Regions from separate parts of the Ovis canadensis genome. Here region 1 is linked to region 2. A link is a contact called in public Hi-C data. All regions are on one chromosome and are shown on one strand. The core of a region is the stretch at or near the end of the contact, and the rest is flanking DNA. Distances in the headings are between cores, read along the strand shown. Region 1 holds the start of AMOTL2 (angiomotin like 2). Region 2 has its middle 11 kb from the start of CEP63.

Region 1 (4,101 bases), core at 621-3,120, 96 kb after region 2:
CAGGAGGAGAAGGGGACGACAAAGGAAAAGATGGTGGGATGGCATCACCAACTTGATGGACTTGAGTTTGAGCAAGCTCCAGGAGTTGGTGATAAACAGGGAAGACAGGCATGCTGCAGCCCATGAGGTTGCAAAGAGTCGGACATGACTGAGCAATTGAATTGAACTGGACTGAACAATGTACAAACCTTAATTAAAGAATACTCTATTGCTCATCATCTGAGCCTTCAGCAAGTCATAATCTTTTTGCAATAGCAATACCAAAAATCACACATCACCATAACAAACATAATAAAAGTTGAACTATTGCTGGAATTACCCACAGACACACAGTGTGAGCAATGCTGCTGGAAAAAAATGGTATCGCAAACCTTCAATTTGTGAAAAATGCAGAATCTATGAAGTGCAATAAAACATAGCACACTAAAACAAGGTACTCTTGTGTTTGAGATACAATATTTGGCTTCCAAGTAAATCACACAAACACACACACACATTTTGGGGGAGAGTTTTATTAAAAATTAACAATGTCCCTGGCTAGTAAATAGCTCTTTGAACTTATCAAGTTTTCTAGTCCCAATCCCCTCCAGCGGATCTGGCAATTGCAACCTCCACAGTGAGGGGCGGCAGAGAAGACCTGGCTGGGGGTCAAAGTCAGCCCTGATTCTCAGGGTGGACAGGGGCCTGGGCTTTACACATAGAGGTGTTGAGAGACCCAATGTGGTCAGGGCCCAGGAATGGCACACAGAGTTGGGGAAGTGCCTGCAGGTGGGGAGGGTCTGGCACAGCAGGCTTTCTGGAGAAGGGGTTTCCACCGGTGCAGATGAACCAGCCTAGTGCCAAAGGCTGGGGAGGAAGGGTCAGAGGACAGAATTCCATCCAGAGAAGGAAGAGCAGGAGCACAACAGTGGACCTAAGAGAGGGCCCCTGGCTGACAGGGGTGTGGAGGGAAGCGAAGAAACCAAAAAAGAGAAAGAGCAGATGGAGAGAGGAGAGCTCCCAGAGTCTGCCCTGTCCACCGCAGTAACCTGGATTCTGGTGGCCGTGGAAAAGTTTTGGGAATGAGAAGCAGAGCAGCCCACAGGTTACCTGGCTTCATCACTTACTCTCTGTGTGACTCTTGGCAAGCTAATTAATCTCTCTGAGCCTTGGTTTCCTCATTTATAAGACAGGGATGATAAAAAAAAGAAAATCCCTGGCAAGATGACTGGAAGGTTGGCGGGATGACCAGGCGGTAAGCGGGTGCTGGCACCCGTAAAGGGGTGCCCCTTACTGCCTTCTTTGGGAAGAGCTGGACAGATCGCCTGGCGGCGGGTGATTCAGCTGGTAAAGTGGGTCAAATTAGCCGGAAGATTTTTCATCCCAGATTCACACTTCCTGTGGAGACAGATCCGGAAAGGGCTGGTGAAGGTGTTTGTAAACAATAAAAGTGCAATTCAAAGGTTGCCGCCAGCGACAACCAGCGAGGCTCCCGGCTGGAAGCAAGAGTCATCTCTTCGCTTGGGGCACGGTCTGGATCGGGCAGATATGGATATCTTTCCAGTCTTCTCTCACTGTACAACGCACACACACCAAGCCCCTCTCACCCCCAACCACGTCCAGCAGCAACACCCAGGGTCTCTCCCGAGGGCATGCCACGTACATTCTCGGTGTCGTCCAGCCGATGGAGCTGGAGGAGTGAGAGGAAGGCCGGGTACGGGGCTGAGGGCGGTAAGGGGCCTAGATGGATTCCAGCAGCTCCTAAGGAGAGCGGAGGTCGCTGGCCGGGGAGGGGCGCAGAGAGTCCAGGAGGCCGGGGCGGCCAGGTCCACAGCGCCGCCTTCCCGGAGGAAGGCGGGGGCGGGGAGGAGGGAGCTGGAGGAGGCGGAGAGAGGAGGAGGGCGGCGCGCTACGAGGTTATTTGTGGTTCGCTTTGATCCCGAGGGGGAACCTGAAACTCTCACATTCCTGGCATAGCAGCCGCCTCCGGCGCGGGCCGACCCTGGGGCTGCGCGCTGGGGCTAAGCCGCCAGAACGTCGGCGCCTCTGCCGAGAGCACACCTCCGCCGCCAAGCTGAGCTGAGCCGGGCCGGGCCGAGCCGTCGGATTTGACCGCTCGGAGCACTCGCTGGCCGCAGCGGTAAGCAAGGCCTCTTGGCGCTTTGGGGAGCGCACGGGGCTGCAGAGACGCGCTCCAGCCCAGCCTTTTCCGGGAGAGGGAGCAGAAGCCGAGCGGACCCTGAGTCCTCCAGGAGCGGTGCGCCTTTGCCCGCAACCGGCGGGGCAAGGGCAGCTCCGTCCTGGGGCGCCTTGCAGGTCCCCTGGGAGCTCTCGCAGGCGGCGGGGGTCCGCTGGGGCTGAAGGAGGGGACAGCCCGTGGGCAGATAGGAGTGTGTGTCTGGGAGCACGGATCTGGGAAGGAGGCGCCGCTTGGAGCTCAAGTTGCAGGGCCCGGGGGCTAATTTGGTTCGGGGGTGGGGGTTACAGGTGTCTTTCCTCCCTAACTAGCCCAAGAATTCCTCTTTGTCTTCCTTGGAAAATCCTCTCCGGAGCCACGGTCTGGCTCTCACTTAGAAAGAATGCAGCCTGCCGTCCAGCCCGGTGACGTCAGCGCTGGGGCATTTGGAAAACAAAGAGGGCTCGGGAGGGAGGGGGGAGGCGGATCCACGACGCTTAAAGACCTCTCCGGACCGCGGCTACCGTCGTCCGCTCCAGGCGCTGCGGCAGCCGCAGGGTGCTCATGGTCAGCCAGGAGTCCGGGTAGGGCGGGATCCCTGGCTGGGGTGCGATCTGACTTAAAGACCCTCGCTTTGGTTCCTTGGGCCACAGTGAGCCAAGGTAAAGGCCGGAGTTGTGTGGTTGCTTCGAAGCGGGTGTTTCAGAGAGCCCAGCGCGCTAGCGCAGCAGGGGTGCACGATCCGGGTCGCGGGCGCGGATTTTAGTAACAGCTTAGCTGTGTCCATCTGAGAGATCTGACTGAGACAAACAAGGAATGAAAGGCGCGGGAAGTGCTCCCTGCTCCCAGGCACACTGTTGGGGGAGGAGGAGGGCTGGAATCTGTCCGGAAAACTGCATTCCCCGGTCCTCGGCTGGAGTCAGCCCAGACAGTGTTTAACTTAGGAAATGCCCCGTGGATGAAACGCTAGGGCGAATTGATTCCTGTTTGTTTTGCCTCGGGTAACTCTAGAGTCTTGCATCTTCTGTGTGTGTGCGCGCGCGCCCCGTATATGTGTGTGCCCCCTGTGTGTATATGTGTGTGTGGGGGGGGGAGGGGGTGGGATAGGGGGGATGATGTGGTCCCGGGGAAGTCTGAACACCGAGATGTCCTCTAGACCTATCTCTCCCCAGTTCTGGGCAGCTGGGAGGAGGGAGTGGGTTGGGAATGGCTGCTCTGCCAGCCAGCCAAGCCCTAACTGGAGCCGGGCATTGGGGCTAGCTCTGTGGCAAAGGAGGGGCCACATTCCTCCCACTGTCCTCCTATATACACAGGACCTGTGGAGGTGTGGGTTTTGTTTGGTCTTCCCTGAATCCCAGTTTGGAGGTTTGTGTTGGAGAAGGCTGGGGAAAGGAATCCAGGTGAGGCGGGCAGCCTTCCAGGCCATGGGCCACTGGGAGCACAGACTCAGAAGGGAACACCTTCCTCAGGAGACAATCTCCCTGCAGAGTCACCAGCCCCGGGTGCCCGCAGCTCCCACACTCCTTCAGTCAACTCAAGCAGTCTTACCCATGTAGAGATGCTGAGTGCCCATCCCCTCGTACCTAGAGGACCAGCAGGCGCTTCCAAGGAGCAAGTGTGTGTGTGGCTGGGGTGGTGATCATAAAATCAGAGACACCGTGCCAGCCTTTCTTTTTCCTGGAGCACGTGTGCGCTCACTGTCAGTGCACAGACTGTGTGCCTGGCCCACAAACCTTGATGGGCGGCACCTTTTTGCCTCCTTTTGCAAAACCACTCTTGGTGTAGTCTGTCTCATCTTTCATCCCTTATTCACCGATCCAGATGCATTTTCTCCTTCCTGTTCACCTTGCAGAGTGACTGCCAAGGTCATCCCATGACAGAGAGGGCTCTGCAGGGTAAAGGGTTGTGAGTTAGCTGTGCCAAGGCCATGGTTCAGGCATGCTTCG
Region 2 (4,134 bases), core at 1,291-3,790:
CATTGAACAGCTTCTTCCAAGATAAAGTCACTTAAATAGTAAATGGGTTCCAACCTAAGTTTACTGATCCTAAAACCCACATCGTCTCCCTGGACCGTGTTATGCCCCCTGAAAAACTTTTGACCACTCTGTTCTGAACTGGGAAGAAAATCCTATCCGATCATTTAGAACTTCCAAACGTTTACCTTCCTTTATAATTGAGAGAAAGAACTGAAAAAATAATTTTTATTAAGATCCCAGGAGTCATGAAGCAGGAGACCACGGGTTGACCCCTGGGTTGGGAAGATCGGAGAAGGGATAGGCTACCCACTCCAGTATTCGTGGGCTTCCCTGGTGGCTCAGCTGGTTAAGAACCCACCGACAGTGTGGGAGACCTGGGTCCAATCCCTGGGTTGGGTGGATCCCCTGGAGGAGAGCATGACGACCTACTCCAATATTCTTGTCTGGAGAATCCCCATGGACAGAGGAGCCTGGCAGGCTACAGTTTATGGGGTTGCAAAGAGTTGAACACAAGTGAGCTACTAAGCACAGGAGTCATGAAACATTTACAAATACAACCTATTACCAAACCCATATATAATTCATGTAACTCTTAATTTTACCATTATGAGTTATATTGTTATCATTGTTATATTGTTATACAATTTTGTATGCAAGGTCAAATCCCTTGGAGAAGGAAATGGCAACCCACTCCAGTACTCTTGCCTGGAAAATTCCATGGATGGAGAAACCTGATGGTCTACAGTCCATGGGATCGCAAAGAGTCGGACAGGACTGAGCAACTTCACTGGTTCACTGGTTCAGCCCTTCAGATGAGTTTTCAGATTTTGGTGCTTTGACAGCTTCATGTCAATGCTACCTGGTCCCCAGCAGGGGGCACTCAGTTTCTTTAAGAAAGTCTGAATTGCTGGTGGACCTTTAAACTCTAAACTCAAGGTCATGAATAAATGTGGTGTTTTGCTTGGGAGTAATTCTGCATATCTGGGTTCCAGTGTGCTGGGTATGGGTTTCTGTGAATCCCTGGAATTTCGGCCAGCCATATGCGGCCTGGGCAGCTCACCTAGTGGGCTCCACACTCCCGTTTTGTAAGGATCCAAGAAGGCACGTGGAAATTGTGGGCAGTTCAGAACTTGGGCTACAGTGAAAAAGAGCCAGAATCAGGATTTTGCCCACCTGAGACTCAAGCTCATACTCACAGTCAGGCCTGGAGACTCCTTACTATGCTGTTCTCCAGCTCTTTGTGTTATTTGTAGATGTTATTCACCATCATAAAATGAACCATTAGGCTCTAGAAAGACTATTTCCCAAAGTTTCCTTTCTTGACTTAACCCCGCTTGACCCACAGTTAAATTCATCCCCCAGTCCCTTGCCACACTTCCCCCCATCTGTGGGCTCCTGTGGAAAGTGGCGGGGGGGGGGGTGGGCAGTTAGGGGCTGGCAGGCGAGGGCAACTGCATGGTCACCTGAGAAGACACCCATCTGTGCCCGTCCTGGCCTTGACCTCTGCACCTGCACCAACCAGGACTGGCTTCATGGGCACACAGCCTGTGCAGACGCACCGGCCCCACATGCAGAAGCCCCCACCGTGGCTGTCTTGAAAACTTTAATCATTTTTGAACAAGCGGCTCACGTTTTCATTTTGTTCTAGGTTCCCGAAATTATGTAGCTGGTTCTTGGCACCCATCTATGGGGTTCCATGATGGACGGTGCCCTCACCTTGGGAGTGACAATTTAAGACACCGTGAGCATTGGCCTTAGGGGTGATAGAAGAGCAGGCAGGAAAGGCAAGAGAAAACCTGAGGCCAACCTTCAGGCTTCCTATGGAGTCCTGAAAGTTATTCCGGTTCCTCACAAAATCGTACAATGCGTTACTGAAAGTGTTTCCTGAGCTCCTATGTCTACAATGCGTTACTGAAAGTGTTTCCTGAGCTCCTATGTCATTCTTGTTGCCTGAAAGTGGCCCCTGGGGTGAGGGGTATGTAGAGAAATGCTGAAGGTGCAACAAGGTGGTTTTGTGGACGGCTAAGCAAACCTCAAGAGAGGTGTTCACCCAATCCTAGGTATGCTTTTGCCCAAATTTCATCTGGAGCTCAGCCAACTGCTACATGGATGTGTACCCTGTGGCCCTGAGTTCAGCAGTGCAGCTGGCTCAGAAAAGGGCCTCTGACTAAGAGGAGGGGCACAGCTGCAGAGCTGGGAACTTCAGTCCGTGCATTCCTTCAGGACGGTTCTACCCAGGTTTTTCTTTAGTTTACCTTCTGTGTTGGGCCATATGAAAAAGCTATTTTTATAGGTCAAAATAGTCACCGTTTCCTCTGTTTTTAGCTAATATTCTTTCCTAGAGCCAACTGTGCATGAATACACCCAAAGACACAGCATACACAAGGCACACAAACCAGACTTGATGAGGGAGGCAAGGATCTGGCAAAGGGTGGAGAATTTGAAAACAGCCAAATGACTGGAAAGGAAGTGAGAGAGGTTGATGTGTAAACCCATCCCCGTGATTCCATGCCTAGCCTGTGACTCAGCTCCCCTTTATCGTGGCCACCACCCAAGGACAAGGGGGTTTTCCTCCGCCCATGCCGTGGTCTTGCTGCCCCTCTCCAGGCACCGCTCCTGGTGCCGCCTCCTCCTCTGTCAGCTGAGTCTCAAGCCCTCCCCCCGACCCCCTTGCCATGCTGGCAGATTGGTATCCACTTTAACTGGCAGGCAGTCTAACTGTCCGAACTTCTTGAGGAAGAGGGAGGTCACTAGCGGGAACATCCTTGTATCTGTCATCCAATAAGACACCCCCCCACCTCATCCTCCCTCAGCGCAGCCCAGACAGATGTGCCTGGTGAGGCCCTTCTCTCCTGGCCCATCTTTTTATTTTATTAATTTAAGATAATTGCTTTACAGAATTTTGTTGGCTTCTGCCAAACAGCAACAAGATCAACAACCATAGGTATACATATATCCCCTCCCTTTTAAAACTCCCTCCCATCTCCCGCCCCATCTCACCCCATCAGATTGTCAGACTTTCAGATTGTCACAAAGGCCATGTTTGAGTTCCCTGAGTCACAGAGCAAATTCCCATTGGCTATCTATTTTACATATGGTAATGTAAGTTTCCCTGTTACTCCCTTTCCATGCATTTCACCCTCTCCTTCCTCCCCGCTACCCATGTCCATAATTCTGTTCTCTATGTCTGTGTCTCCGTTACTGCCCTGCAGATAATTTCATCAGTACCATCTTTCTAGATTCCATATAAGTCAGAAAGAGAAAGATACGTTTTGTATACTGGCCCATCTTCCTGGCTTTGCTTTTCCAGCTGCTCTTCTCCCGCCCACGCTCTCAACTCTCACGGCTCTGTGGGTGTTGAAAGATACTCTTTCTGCTCCATTCACAGCTCCTGCTCACCCGGGGCTGCCCTCTAGGAGATTCAGTCCTCACAAGTCCAAGTTCTTAGCCCTGGAGGACAGGCAGTAGTGGTTCCAGGAGTATAAGAGAAATGAGCCCCAGGCCAAGCTGGAGGATTCCAGGTAGACTGGACTTATTTACCTAAATATCTTTCTCTATACATTAGACTTATCTTTCTTCTTTCATGTTGTAAATTCCTTTAATAGAACCCACATCACCTTTACATCTTGTTTTATTTTACATAAAAGTTACTTATGTGAAATTACATATAAGTAAAATATATACAACCCACTGCACTATTTTTGCCTGGGGAATCCCGTGGACAAAGGAGCCTGGCAGGCTACATTCCATAGGGTCGCAAAATTGGACACGACTGAAGTGGGAAATAGATGGGGAAACAGTGGAAACAGTGTGAGACTTTATTTGGGGGGGCTCCAAAATCACTGCAGATGGTGATTGCAGCCATGAAATTAAAAGATGCTTACTCCTTGGAAGGAAAGTTATGACCAACCTAAAGAGCATATTCAAAAGCAGAGACATTATTTGCCAACAAAGGTCCATCTAGTCAAGGCTATGGTTTTTCCAGTGGTCATGTATGGATGTGAGAGTTGGACTGTGAGGAAAGCTGAGCGCTGAAGAATTGATGCTTTTGAATTGTGGTTTTGGAGAAGACTCTTGAGAGTCCCTTGGACTGCAAGGAGATCCAACCAGTCCATTCTGAATGAGATCAGCCCT

What was found. A called contact is a pair of places that touch in the nucleus more often than the background predicts.
Region 1: a contact with region 2 is called in a Hi-C map of fibroblasts, with 4 times the contacts expected there. The contact joins the promoter of AMOTL2 here to the enhancer-like site in region 2. A contact is called at or near these places in 2 of 2 Hi-C or Micro-C datasets (fibroblasts and lung).

The regions. Positions count from the first base shown.
Region 1 is chr1:258,080,366-258,084,466 of ARS-UI_OviCan_v2, forward strand. It overlaps AMOTL2 (angiomotin like 2), which reads left to right and starts at 1,871. Exons shown (of 10, transcript XM_069581067.1): 1 at 1,871-2,119.
Region 2 is chr1:257,983,686-257,987,819 of ARS-UI_OviCan_v2, forward strand. No RefSeq gene overlaps it. Among named protein-coding and RNA genes, the nearest start is that of CEP63, 11 kb to the left of the region's middle. Within about 2 kb of position 2,541, the one cell type or tissue checked has open chromatin away from gene starts, as enhancers often do. A contact at or near this core is called in fibroblasts, where this site is marked.